Linked DNA regions of Mus musculus: region 2 is linked to region 1. A link is a contact called in public Micro-C data. All regions are on one chromosome and are shown on one strand. Each heading gives the region's core, a stretch centred on a gene start, on an enhancer-like site or on the middle of the called end of the contact. The rest is flanking DNA. Distances are from core to core; before and after follow the strand shown.

Evidence for each region. A called contact is a pair of places that touch in the nucleus more often than the background predicts.
Region 2: a contact with region 1 is called in a Micro-C map of embryonic stem cells, with 8 times the contacts expected there. The contact joins the promoter of Npy here to the promoter of Zfp467 in region 1. A contact is called at or near these places in 1 of 39 promoter capture datasets (embryonic stem cells) and 2 of 484 Hi-C or Micro-C datasets (both in embryonic stem cells).

Annotation. Positions count from the first base shown.
Region 1 is chr6:48,441,891-48,449,542 of GRCm38.p6, forward strand. Zfp467 (zinc finger protein 467) reads right to left here and starts at 3,935. Exons shown (of 5, transcript NM_020589.2): 1 at 3,463-3,935; 2 at 1,522-1,597; 3 at 735-848; 4 at 57-170. The coding sequence starts at 1,555. Sspo (SCO-spondin) reads left to right here and starts at 6,284. Exons shown (of 103, transcript NM_173428.4): 1 at 6,284-6,388; 2 at 6,607-6,789; 3 at 7,216-7,298; 4 at 7,475-7,652. The coding sequence starts at 6,339.
Region 2 is chr6:49,820,374-49,827,228 of GRCm38.p6, forward strand. It overlaps Npy (neuropeptide Y), which reads left to right and starts at 2,337. Exons shown (of 4, transcript NM_023456.3): 1 at 2,337-2,428; 2 at 3,225-3,412. The coding sequence starts at 3,225.

The DNA.
Region 1 (7,652 bases), core at 2,685-5,184:
AATTAGTTTGGTCCCTGGTCCTTTAGCCTGATCCTCAGAGCATCAGGAAGACTCACCTGGGACAGAGCCTGCAGGTTCGGCCTTCTGTGGGGTACTGGCCTGGCTGCCCATACAAGGAGCTTCAGCTTGTTCTGTGTGGATGCCTTCTTTCTGGCCAGGAGTCTCATGCCCTAAAAGAGAAAAGGATGCCCCAAGGACTCCAAAAACATCACACATGAAAAGCAAACCCCATTGGTTCTAGAAGGCAAGCCTGAACTTCCCAAAGATCTCTGTTCTACATCATACCAGCAAAGGCAGATTCCAGATAGCCAGAGCAGGTGCTAAGGGTGGACAGGAGCCACAATTGTAAGGAATTTCTGGACTATGTGTTTTATAAGCTCCAAGGCAAAACATGTGAGGAAAGAGAATGGGAAGGAGCCAGGCTAGATCTCGCCTTAGGCATTCCTGCCTCGGCCCACCTGCAGCCACTTGGTCCCTCTCACTGTGCTGTTATCACCCCTATAGCACTTTCTGTCTTCTACGGTGGCTTACAATTTTTAGCATGCTTACATTTCTTGTTGGCTGACTGCTGCCCATTCTAAGATTAAGTTCCTCGCAGGGAAGGACCTAGGTCTATTTAGTGCCTAAGGTTTTACAACTGTCCGGAATAGCTTCCAGCAGAGTAGGTGCTTAACAGATAGCTTGTGGAAGAAGGAATATTCCCTCCAGAGCCACACTCCATGGTACCCACTTACCTGAGCAGGAGTGCAGTGTGCTCTCTCCTCTGGATGACATCTTCTCCTGGGCATTACTGAACCCATCCCTGGGCTCACTCTGGGGAGCCATCTCTGGCTGTCCCACTGAGAATCCTGTTATAGGCAGAGGGATGAGTTCAAGTGAAGCTTCTAGTATTGAACTGGTACCAGCGATGGGGCATTTTCCCAGCCGGTCTGGGGAGAAAGGTACCTCTTGTCTGTATGGATAAAGGACTGCCCAAGCTCCCCAGCAGTCTGGCCAGGTATTAAGCTCGGCCCTTTTAATCGAGGGGAGAAAAAAGAAAAGAAATTGGGTAGTTTGAAATAGGGAAAAAAAAAAAAAAAGAAGAAGAAGAATTCCAGTGCTGGGTGGGGGAGATGCCTCAGTGGGTAAAGGTACTTGCTCTGTGCCTAACGATCTGCATTTGGTTCAAAACCCACATGGTAGCAGATAACTCAAAAAAAAAAAAGTTCTCTCACCTCCACACATGAGGTAGACATAATAAACACAATAAATAAATATGTAAGTGCAATGAGTTTTGTTTGTTTGTTTGCTTGCTTGCTTGCTTTTAGCTTCCAGTTCTCTGTGAATCCCATGCACACATACAATCTAGTATTATCATCCTGGTCTGGTCACTGAGATACATAATGGTGACCTAAAAAGATGTCTGCTTCTCCAGGCTGCCATGGTTTGGGGCTCAGGGTTGTATACCCCTGAGGGACGACACTGCTACACTTCGGATGCCTAGGAACTCCCACCCTCCTGGTTCCTTTGTCCCCCACTCACCCAAGGAGTTCAGGGCCTCCAGGGTCTCTCTCATGGCCACCAGGAGTGGCTCTCCTAGGTGATCAGGCCACAGACCCTAAAAAGACAGCCCTGTTCAGATTCTTCCTGATGGCCTCCAGCTAGGTCTCAGCTATCCCCAAGAACTCCAAAGTGAAGCCCTAGGCACAGGTGAGGGAACAGAGGCCTCTGAAGATGAATACCCAATCACATGGAGCCTCCTGCAAACTCTGCTTGGCAATGGATATCAGCCCTGGTCCCCACCTGTCAAGTCTTCAAAACCGTCCCCAAACCATCAGCAGTCACTCACCACCCACTGTGTCTTTGCCAGGGTAAGTACAGGGACCACTTAATTCTCTGGACCAAGATGGGGAGAGGGAAGCTACACGTGGACCCTTCAGCCCCTAGGGCAGTAGCTAGTGAAATGAGAGCCAGCCCTGGAGGACCAGTAACACTTTAGGGATACGGGGGTGGGAGGAGGTGAACAAGGGCTATTGCAGAGGTAGTAAATGACTCTGACTTCCTCTCCCTAAACCCCTACCTCAAAGACTCACAACCCCCATAGGACTAACCGGGCGAGAACAACCCCCACACCAGGCCAGGACACTCCCCGATTTTTGCACTTCTCAGCTCCACTTCCAACCGGTTCTCTGCCCCTCCTTTAGCAGGCTCCCCTCCCCCTTCCCTGGCAGCCTTCCCTCTGCCCCTCCCCTCTCGCTGCCTTCCGCCCTCTCTCCCCACCAAATCTGGCAGCCTTTTGGGGCTCCTCCTCTTGCCCCGCCCCTTTGGCTCCTCCCTTGCGCGCACCCGTCGGGTCAACCCCCAGGGGCCCCCTTCGAGTCGGCCCTCAGCAGCTACGGCCTCTCCCGACCCTCCTCTACCAGCAGTCTTGGGCAGCGCTCCCCTCCCCCTTCCTCCTGTGCCCGCCCGCCTAGTTCTCCGCACGCCACCCCCTCCCCAGGCTGCACACTCCCTCCCTTCCTTCCCCCTCCTCTTTTCCTTCCTCCCCCCCCCCACTCCCGCCCTCCCCTTCTCAGCTGCTCTCCCCCATCCGCTTGCCCCTCCCCTCTCCTCCCCCACTCGGGTTTCTTTTCCTTCTTTCCTCTCCTCAGTTCCCTCCCCCTCCCCCACACCAGCCTCCCCTCTGCTTCCCTCCCTCCCGCTGCTCTCCTTCCCCCCTCAGCGGCCCCCGCCTCCCTTCCCCCTCTGCCTACCCTGCAAGCTCCGGCTCCGCTTCTCTCCCCTCCCGGTCCCCAGCCTTGTTCTTCCCCTCCCCCTCCTAGTCCGCTCCCTAGCTTCCAGGTCTCACGCCCCCCATCTTGGGGGGGGGAATCCAAGCTAACCCCACATTCTCTGGACCTACTCCCTCGTTCTGCCCCTCCCCATACCCCTTTCTTCCCAACACACCTCCCTCTCAGCAGCCCCCTTGCCCATTTCTGCTCCCCACTGACTTCACGCCCTCTCCGGAGTTTTCCTTCTGACTAGACTCCCCCCAATCCCCGCCCCTGTTAGAGCTCCGGAGTCACTCCGGGTCCCGGCCCCCTGCCCTGCTCTAGGCTCACCTGTCAGCGTCCTTCGCTCCCGACCAGCCCCATCCCTGAGCCCGTTTCCTGCCCTTTCGCACTGGACCCTTCCTCTATCCCGAGGAACCCTACTCCCGCTCCTGGGGATCCTCCCCGCAGGCCCCTCCCGCCCTCTTCCCACCTGCTCCCACCGGGCCTCCCCGAGTCCTTGCCCTCCCCTCCAGTTTCCTAGTCTCCCCATCTGCGCCAGGACCCTCCCTCCTGACTCCCTTCCCTCCTGGTCTGACCCCCCCCCTCCCCCACACTCGCGTCTGCGCGCCCCTTCCCTCGGGGTTGTCACCTGCCGTGGGTCGGCAGGGCTTGTAAAGCTCCGTTTGGGTGGCGGGGGAGACGCCTGCCCGGGAGTCTCGGGTGTCCTTACCTGGCGGGCTCCTGCGGCTACGTGCCGCGGCCCGCTTCGGGGACCCAGGCGCTCGGGCCTCCGGTCCCGGGCGGCCGTTTGCACAATGGCGCCGGCTGCCTGCAGCTTGGGTGCGGGCTGCCCGAAAGACTCCGGGACTGACAGCCCTGAAACTTCGCGGGGAGGGGAAGGAAAGACGCGGAGGGAGAGGGTGTGGGGCAGCGTTGCGGGTGATCGGGGGGAGGAACCCGGGAAGCGGGAACACTGCTCCGGGGCACAGGCTAAAGCGGAGGGTCTTCGAGAGACCTGCCGCGGGAGGGTGCACTAATGGGCTTGGGTGCAGGTGACGGTCTGAGGGCAAGATGCCCGGAGTGTGGAGATGGAAAGTGGGAGCTTAGGACCGAGGAAGGGCAGAGGGGAGAGGAAGGAGAAGAAGAGGCTAGAAGGAAGGGCACTCGGGCTAGAAGGGAGGGTGCTCACAGCCTAGGAGGGAGGAGCTGGAGAAAGGTGGAGCGCGGAACGGGGTGGTGGTGGTAGTAGTGAAGAGTTGGGGGGAGTAGGGAGAGGAGGGGGCGTGTTTGGGGAGGAGAGCAATGTGTGTATGGCTGTCTTTAAAATCGCCAGTGGCAGCCGAGTAAGTGGTAGCGCCGCGGTCCCGCGGGAGACTGTCTGGCCAGCAGAGATTGGGAGAATCGGTCAAAAAACTCTCCACCAGGATCCACCCAGACCGGAGGACGCGATCCAAGTCTCACCGCGGAGACTGAGGATTAAGAACCAATCTAAGAGGGCAGAGAGAGGGCTCTCAAAGTAGAAAATGGGGAAAAAGGAACCAAGTCCCCGACTGAGACCGCTGGACAGGCATGGAAACTGCAGGGGGTGAGGTGGGGCGGGGCTGGGCGGGGGCGGGGGAGTGTTGTCCGTGGGTAAGAAAACCTCCTGGCGTTAGGTGTGGATCTCTCCCCAGACTTCCACCATTTCTGCTCATGGGTGCAGGTACTCCTAAGCCATCCCCCTCTGCTCTTCAGACACCCTCACCCAGCCCTGGAATTAAAATCTAGGCTGGATATTCCATGCCCTGTGATTTTTCTTCAAACTCCCATGGGCTCCCATTTCCGCCTGCCTGCCCCTGTAGGGAAAAGGGCAGATCCAAGTTACATTTCTCCCCAGTCCAAGCTTCCCTTGTCAGCCAAGTTGCAGAACAGAGCTGCTGGGAGAGAGTCTGGGAAGAGGAGGCCATTAAATGGCCCTCTTGGATAGGACACGGTCCCTGACAATGGCACCCTGACACAAGGATAGTGACACCTGTGGAATCAGGGCAGTGACCCAAGGCTAGCCTTATAAGATGGAGCAGGGATGTCCTCAACATTTACAGATAGTTAGAGTGAAATCTGGAGCAATGGAGACCGACCTGAAGGATCAGGAGGTCCTGTGACTCAAGATGCAAAAGGCTCTTTTAATAACTGGCTGCTTCACTGAGTAAAGATGGCTAGGAGCAGAGTTTGTGTCCCTCTCTGTGTGCAAGAATGGGCTTTGAGAACTGCAGTCCACGTATGTAGGATATGCAGGAACAGTGGCCAGGTGAGAATGTTAGAGAAGTTAGAAGGACACTGTGCCCAGAATAGATGCTGACCCTTCCCCAGGACTGCTCAACTCCCAGGCACCAACCCTAGATATCTGGAAGCAACTGGGGAAACTCATACTGGCCCTATTTTGGTCCCAGGCCCAATAGTAGGCCCAGAGGAAGGAACCCCCAGGCCAGGTGGGGTGCACCAGGTGGGGTGACCATGCAGGATGCCCAGTGGGACCTCATTTCATTATGAAATAGAAGGATTCAGAGTTTCCGGTCCAGCCGCATTCCAGCCCAGTGGCCTTGGAGGCCTACTGGTGACCAGGATGTAACCAGGATTTGCCTGTGGAGCCTGCAGCTGCCTCCTCTAAACCAGACGGATGCTGGGATTATTCTATCCGGCTTAACACTGCTCCATCCAGGGGCAGGGGGAACAAGCTCCCCCCGCCCCCGCTCTTATTCCACCCTTCTCTCCTTCCCATCTTCCTGGATCCTTTCAGTGTTTGAATGCTTTGGGGCCCTCAGAAAAACCACAGGTGACCAAATGGCCCCAACCACCTCATACAGATACCCTCAAAAGACTGACTTCACTGAGCGAAGGGTTTACGGTTCCATATTGTCTCCACATAACTTGGGTGTTTTCTCTTCCTGTGCACCTGAGCTGAGGGGACAGGGAGAGGAAAGAGCATAGAGAGAACACCATAATAAAGGCAATGGCTTATTTCATGTGTTTTGCCTATATATATGGGTGGTTATGAGCTAAAAGTTTGGTTGCTGAGAACCAAATCTGGGAGTATCAAGTGTTCTAAAACACTGAGCCACCTTCTCTCTAGCCCTGCAGTTTTTGGAGGGTGGAGAGACCCTCCCACACCTGAAGTTTCAAAAAGCTTATTGAGGCCCATCTGTGCAGCCTTGGAAAGTCCCTGAAGTTTTTACTGGTAAGGAAACAAACGCCCAGAAAGGGAAGGTGTCTTGACCACACTCATATATTAGTTTGTGGTAGTGCTTGACAGTGTAGAAAAGCCAGGGGCTCAAAGTGTCCAGCTGTGGTCCCCTCACACACCCACACTCCTGGATGGGTGGGATGGGGCCTGTTTCCAGGGAGAATTGGCCTGTGAAGGGATGCTGGAGGTAGGTCCAATCTGGTTTTGAACAGCTGGTACCCAGGGGCTGGGATAAAATCTACCCTTATGAAGAGCCTTGGACAGACTGACCTCCAGGTTAATTCAGACCTCATTGTGGGACAGTGCTATCCTCTCTGGTCTCCTCCAGCAGCATTGCCCAAGTCCAAGCATCAGGTCCTCCCAAAGGCGACCTGTGGTGGAGCACTATGCTGCCTCTTGCCCTTCTCTTTGGGATGCTATGGACTCAGGCTAATGGGTAAGCAGCTCCCAGGGATAAGATCCTCCTGCCTGTCTATACCCAGGCTCCCTCTGGGATGCCAGGATTTTCTTTTAGCCCTTTTCTATCAACCCTTAATCTTTCCCTTCTTTCAAGTACTTCTCCCAGCAGCCCTTGGGGCCTCGGATTCATAGTACAAAACTTCTCGGTGACAAAATGGACAATGCTGGTATCTGTGCTCTCCTGTCCCTGGACAGGCATTGGTGTGAGCAGATAGAGACTGTCCATGTGGAAGAGGAAGTAACGCCTCGTCAGGAGGACCTCGTACCCTGCACCAGTTTGTACCATTATAGCCGCCTAGGCTGGCAGCTGGACCTGTCCTGGAGTGGCCGTGTGGGGCTCACCAGGCCCCCAGCACTTGGGCTCTGTGCGATCTACAAGTGAGTGAGGGTCAGAACCTGGGCTGTCTGCCGGACAGGAAAGGAAAGAGTGACCACAGGATATCCTGAGAGTGGGGGAGGAACTAGTGCAGCAGGCATTTGGGAAACAGGTTCTGACTGGATTCAAGGAAGGGTGGAGAGAGATGATGTAGGTGGATGAGAGGGCACTGTGGTGGGCACAGTATGGCAGGGGAAGAAAGGTGTGACACTTCTCCCTACTGCCCCAGGTTACTTCCTAGCATTCATTCTTGCTTAACATTTGAAAGTAAGGCCGGGAGAGGAGAATTGCTTGACAGGACCCCTCAGAGTAGTTGACTAGAACTAACCCACTAAGTACTTGACCAGACCAAGACCCACCTTACCTTATGGTAGGACTTGGCTGAATATTAACATCTTTCCCTGCTTCTCCCTGTGTGATGGGGGCAGACCCCCGGAAACCAGGCCTGCTACTTGGAACCGGACAGTGAGGGCTTGTTGTCCAGGATGGGGGGGAGCTCACTGTACCGATGGTGAGTACCCAAGAGGGATGGGTAGGTGGTACCTTTTGGGGTAGTAGCTGTGAAAGGGAGCCCATCTGTGATGTAGCAAAGGTGACAGACTGCCTGAGGACACAACAGGTCTGGTTGGCTCTCCAAGCCATCTAAATAATGACAAGCTGGGTGTGCCCCATTCTTTTCTACCACAGCCCTTGCTGAAACCAGCCCTAAAGGTCATTGCTTTGTCACATGGCATTGCCAACCTCTAGCAGGCTCAGCTAACTCTTCGGCAGGAAGCCTAGAGGAATGCTGTGCCCAACCCTGGGGACACAGCTGGTGGAACAGCAGCTCCCAGATGTGCCTCAGCTGTTCTGGTCAGCACCGCCC
Region 2 (6,855 bases), core at 1,087-3,586, 1.4 Mb after region 1:
GAACTGGCCAAAATAGAATGAAAAAAAAAAAAACAAATCAAAATAGACTGGCAGTGACCTGTGGGATGGAGCTAACGTCAGTTGATGACTTGATGTTTGTTCCCCTATGGGAAATGACTGCTTACATCAACACAGTGACTTATCAATCAATGCCCTTGCAGAGTTAGTCACAGTACAAGCTGGAAGGAACCTGGGATCTAGGAGAAGCTGAGTTGGTTCTTGAAGTTGAGGGGTGTCTTAGCATGGAAATGTGTCAACGGTACAGTGTGTGCTGTGGACATTTGGGTGAGTCTTAGCTTAAGGGTGTTGGATTAAAAAAAATTAAAAGCACAGATGAGAAGCTATTGTGGAGCTGGGCTAGATATGCAAACAACTCTGTATGTCAGGAGACAGACCCATGGAGGAAGGGAACCGGGAGTAGCAGGAGAGGGCACTGTCAGAGGGATGTCAAAAGTCCAGGAGGTGATGAACCTATGTTCTTTATGGATTCGTGAATGTGTATCCAAGGGAATCTTTCAAACATCCGAAGCTTCTTAGTATATTTTATTGATAGTTTAGAAAAGCTATTACAATGAATGATCACGCATATAAATAAAAAGTCAATGAAGTTGACTTTGGAACAAAGGAGAGAGCCAGCAGCTAGGACACTGCTGCTTTGAATGACGTTTGATTTTGTTTGTTGGGGGAGAGGTTGTTTCTATGAGCTACCAATGATTTCAGGAAGCCACCAAAGGAGTTAATTGATGGAGTGGTATCAGCAGAATGTTGAGAGCTCAAGGCCAGATGATGCAGCTTGGACAACAAGGAAGAGAACAGTGTGACATCCTGGGCACACCCTCCCTTGACTTTATTTTCCAAATGCTGATGGGAAAAGTTCTTGTTTTCAAGCACCGACATTATAAAGGAAGTGAATCAGATTCCCAGAGTCCCTGCTCAAAAGTGGTGCCCCTCCCTCGCGCCCTAAGGTGTACTTTCTCCGAGATCCTGTGACTCCTGCTAAATCCAGGCTTCAACTGATGTGAATCTCTGATTCACTACAAAAATATAATTACATTATTGAACAGTAGTGTGTGCCTTCCTCCTTATCAGAGAGGACTTGTTAGATGCTTTGCCTTTTATCAAATGTCCTCATGTGGGCACAAAAGCAGCCCTGACAGCTCAGTGTTTGTGGCCCTGGTGCAGGTTTCTGACGTAGGGAAAGTGAAGTCTTCCAGCTGCGAGGGATATTGTTGTTCTGGTTTATCATTCGATCACATAGTCTCTCTCTCTCTCTCTCTCTCTCTCTCTCTCTCTCTCTCTCTCTCTCACTCTCTCTCTCTCTCTTCCTCCCTCCCTCCCTCCCTCTCTCCCTCCCTCCCTCTCTCCCTCTTATTAGTAGTCAATTTAGCACTATTTAAACAACCCGCAAAGTGACACTCAAACGAAATCATTTAGTTTAGCTTTAAAATAACGCGTAAATTCCACTTTAGCAATGGACCATTTCACTTAGATTCAAACTTCCAGGGGCACTTACTCAAGCGTACCTTGTAAAAATCCCTATCTGGTAAACATAACTTCAATATCGTTCATATTTATTCAACAAGTTTAACGCGACAAGCACACTGGTGTTGGTTTTTTAATCTGCTCCATTTCAATCTGAAAGCAAGTGCTCATTCAGACGCTAACCAAGCTCACTCGGGACTTCACAGGGTTTACAGACAGGGGTGCGAATCGCCGCCACTTTCCACTCTAGATACAGAAGCTCATGGACCGCGGGCTCCCAGTGGCAGCCTCGGGGAGTTTCTGGCTGAGGCCGAACCCGGCTAGCAGCGTTGGGGAGAGTGCTTGGGGGAGGGCCCACCTTTTGGGGAGACCAGTAGATCCAATGGGTCTATGGAAGCCACTGGGACCTTGCGGTCCCGCACACCTGCACCGGGAGCGGGAAAAACCTCGCTCGCCTGCCTCCCTCCCAGAGCGCGCAGTTATCCCGCGGGCCCCAGATATGCTCCCCAAGTAGAATATTCAGGTCCCTACAGACCCGCACGCAGAGAGCTGACAATTCCCGCGACAGGCAACCTAAGCGGTCCCGCTTCATCTCCCTAGCGGGACTCGACGGTCGGGGATAGAGAGAGGGCTCCGAGGGTGCTCACTCTTGACTGTTCCCTTCTCCCCGCAGAGCGGGCCGCTTAGAATTGGGGTGTGGGTGGCTCCAGACGCCGCCACTCGAGCGGCAGTGGCTCCAGCCTCCTCCCCCGCCGCTGGGGGCGGGAAGTGGCTGTGGGAGTCACCCGGGCGTGACTGCCCCCGAGGCCCCTCCTGCCGCGACAAGGGCGCTCCATAAAAGCCTGTGGGCGACCCGCTCTCCGCATCCCACCGGTGGATCTCTTCTCTCACAGAGGCACCCAGAGCAGAGCACCCGCCGCTCAGCGACGACTGCCCGCCCGCCACGGTGAGTGCCAGGATCAACTGGGACAGGGGCGCGGGCTCCCAGACGCCAGTGAACTTGCCCCGCAGCCGGTCCCCTGAGCTTGCTCTGCCAGCTTGACACCCAGCTCTTTGGGGCGCCTAAATTTCACTTGCTGGACTCAGGTTCTACTGTCCACCTGCCCTTCCCCGGGACCCTCCAATCTGGGCGCCCCGCCTCCGTGCCTCTTATCTTTTGAGGGTAGGGAGAAGAACCTGGGAACACCTATCCCAGGGCAGCGGTGGGGTTTTGTTTGGTTGTTTGTTTGTTTGGTTGGTTGGTTGGTTACAACCAGGAACCCAGATTGCATGTGTGCTCCTAGTGGGAGATTCCCCCAAGTATTGTCTCTAGCACGGTGAGCTCTGTTGCCTCCAAAATCCGAACTGAGCCTCTGGGTATCCGACTGTCACAGCGCTTGTAGCCACACAAATCAAAAGCAACCCAGAAGAAAAGTTTTCTCCTCCAAGGGTGATTTAGGAACGAGAGGAGAAAAGTGGTCATTCTTTAAGATAGAGGGCAGAACTTCCAATTCTGTTCTGAAAAGGGGACCTCTGCCTCTCACCAGGAGAATCGGAGGAAGTTTTCTGAAATATGTGGACGGGGCAGAAGATCCAGGTCGGGGCAAGTGGTCTTCTAAAGATTTGGAAGTGGCGCCTGCCCAGTCTGGGCTTTTATTCTAGGGTCTGGGATGGGATTAGATGAGGGTCTAGAGTGATAGCTGGAATTGGGACAAAGACGAGCAATCTCAGCATCTCCAAGTCTGAGCCTTCTGTATCCACAGATGCTAGGTAACAAGCGAATGGGGCTGTGTGGACTGACCCTCGCTCTATCTCTGCTCGTGTGTTTGGGCATTCTGGCTGAGGGGTACCCCTCCAAGCCGGACAATCCGGGCGAGGACGCGCCAGCAGAGGACATGGCCAGATACTACTCCGCTCTGCGACACTACATCAATCTCATCACCAGACAGAGGTGGGTGCATACGCGGCTGGTACCTAGAGCCGGGAAAACTTGCGGTTCTGGAGATCTTGGACATCAGGGATCATTTCTTTCTCCTTGTTCATAGGGCAGGATCAGACATAAATTCAGCTCTAGATAAATATGTGAGCTGGGTACACACTCCACAAACTGGATACATTGTCTTTGTCACTAGACTTTCTCTCCAAGACCCAAGCCCAAGGTTCAGTGCCTCTAGGCTGTCCTCTGTCTGCCACTTACCTTTCCTGCCTTTTTTGCTTACATCAGTTGGAGATTTACCCAGCACATATCTCGGGGGAAAGGCCTGCATTGGGCAGGGGTGCAGAAGTGTAAAGGTGTAGGGAGAAGAGGAACCCTGATTTAGAGTAAACAACCACAGTCAAAGAAAACCAAGGACACAATCCAGCTGTCAAAAGGGTGGAGAGATCTTTGAGCCTGCCCAGGGCAAAGGGAGTGGCTGCATTTAGGGAAATAAATAAATAAATAAATAAATAAATAAATACCATGGGCTTCTTCTGAACTAATAAAAAGGCTGACTTTTCCCATTTTATAGCAACTGAGTTCTGAAAAGAAAGTGCCCCATTAAGAAGAAACAAAAGAGAACAAAGCCTTTACATTAGGGACTCTGATGGCTACAGCTCCAACTGCCTGGGACCTGAGAGACAGACCACAATCTGTACTTTTAATGTCCAGAAAGTCAGAGGCGAGCCTTGCCTTTCCTCTCAGCATTAAAATCAAGCAGGAAAAATAAAATCCACGCTATTTTACAAACAATATGGGACTTAGTCTGCAAAATTGGTGCATCTTAGTTCTAAATCATTTAACAACACATTTCAATTACTGAGAATTACTGAGAACCTTGAAGGACCATATAGGCAAGCCCTTTGGAGGCATTAATGTTCTTTACTTAGCATGTTTCAATTATGCATAGTAGATTTCCAGAGAGAGGTTAAACTGCTCGCGACCCAGGGGATGTTTGGATGGGATGCAAAAGGGAGGTTGTGCTTCTAAAACAGTTGTGTATTCTTAATTTCATCAGAAAGGTATGTGGCATTCTGAAAGCCCTCTGGGGAAAACAATCCCAATGTATACAGAATTGCTTAAGTAATACAGGCTCATAATCTTTTGAAATCTGACCATTTTGACTAGCAAAAAGCAATTGTGTTTTTGAGCCTAATAAAAAGACTTCCCAGAAAGTCAATGACTTCAGGTTTGTTTGTTTCTTTTTTTAATCCATACAGATCAAAAATAAATTACACAATTGAAATGATAGCATTATCAAGATTTATGTATGTATTTTATGTATAGCATTCTGTCTTAATGCAAGCCAGAAGAGGGAATCAGATCCCATTACAGATGGGTTGTGAGCCACCATGTGGTTGCTGGGAATTGAACTCAGGACCTCTGGTAGTTAAGCCAGTGCTCTTAACCACTGAGCCATCTTTCCAACCACAACACCATGGTTTTTGTTGTTTGTTTATTTTTGGTTTTGTTTGGCTGTTTGGTTATTGTTTGTTTTAAAAAAACAAACTTTATTATTTAGATACGACATATAGAACTCTCTCTCTCTCTCTCTCTCTCTCTCTCTCTCTCTCTCTCTCTCTGCAAAGACTGCTGCTATATGACTTTGCCTCAGTGTATGGAATGATCCCATTTCATGTTTCTCTAGTCCTCCCATTCAGTCTTTTCTTCAAAACTTTGAAGTGAATTTCATTGTCTCCACTTTGCAGATCACAAAGCTAAGGACATTTTAAGAAAGCTTTCTTGGGTTATGGAGCTAGAACCCTCTGCTGAGCTTCTGTGGATGGGACCACATCATTAACATTCAATGGAATCTCCACCATCTTTGAGGGGGGGGGAGAAACAACAGGGAAAGGGGCTTGCATGTCACAGGAAGAAAACCTGGTTCAATTCTGAAAATGAACCTGTATCATCCTGGTAAAAGTTATCTTTAGAAACCACAAGAAGCTCCATTTGTGCACTTGTTGACTTTCCACCAAAGATTCATGCACAGAAGTCCACGCCTTTGAAAATTACCGTGTTATGTGTGACTGTTTTATCTATAATTATTCTCTTCCTTCCTTCTGCCAGACCTGTTTGTAACTGTTCTCCTGTAGCTGTGCATGCTGCTGACTTACTGCCTCAGCAGGCCAAATCATTTGTTCTAGTCTATGGGTCTTGTTTGTGTGGTTCCTTAGAACAGTAGCTCTCAGGTGGAGGTGAGTTTTACTCCCTAGGACATACAGCAACGTTGAGGGGAGACTGTTTTGGTACAACCAGAAGTGAGTGCTGCTGGTATATAGTGTGGAGCTGTTAGAGAAAGAGCCCTGAGCCCAGCCACCATTTGGATAAGTCTTATGAGCATGCAGAAACTGCCACAATACAGGGAGAATTTTGACTGGAAAATAGGGAAACCACTTGCCTGTCCTTTTGACTCTCTGAAGCATAATAGAGGTAAATGAATTCAGGTTGGTTGCCCAAAGTGTGAAGATGAACAAAATCAACGGAAGGGCAGGTTAACCAAGTGCAAGCCACCAGCTCGAGTCTAATCTTGCAGAAAATCTTAACAAATGATGTGAGCGTTGGGTGATGAGGATGAGCATTGTTTGCTTTTGCTCCCCTTGAGTCTCAGCACAGGAGCAATGAGAAATCTCGCCAACGTATTTGGATTTAGTTCTGCTGGGTTGGCACTTAGAACAACATCTGTCAGCTTTGTCCAGCTGTTGTGCCTATTTGTTAATCCATCTGGACCAGGCCAAGTTTTCATTTGGAAATGGAGTGGCTGCTGATGTTCCACGCCTTTCCAGTGAATGGAGAAAATTGTGTAATTAGCTATCAACTTGTCAACACCCTTAGCAGTGTTCTGTAGCAGGTAGTTTATTTTATCTTTACAGAGGAATGTAACCTCAGGTCCATATATTGTCCTTACCATATCCTACTATTTCTGTTGGCCAGTAGGACCCCATCATGCCTCAGGGAAAGCATTAGTGTCTCCAACAGAGAGGGGAGAGTGCAAGATCCAGGGTATGTCGGGATGTGTAAGGGGGGAGCAGTGATGACCGGGATGTAAGTGTGGGTGCACTCGGGCAGCAGCTTCATTTGTGCATCACTGATGACCTGAGTTCAATCCCCAGAACCCAGGGAAGAAACAGAACCAACTATGACTTCCATGAGCTGGGGGAAGAGGTATGTGGGAGGGTTTGTAGGGAGAAATAGAAGGGGGTAAATGAAGTAATTATAATATAATTTCAATAATAAACTGTATATAAAGTACTTCAGAAAAATTAAGTATATGTAACCTTTAAATTGTATCTGTTTAGCGAGTGCGTGCATGTGTGTGTGTGTGTGTGATGTATGGATGCACACACTTGCACATGGAAGTCAGAGGATGCTTATCCAGAGTTGGTCTCTCTATTCCCTCTTTGGGTTTTGGGAAT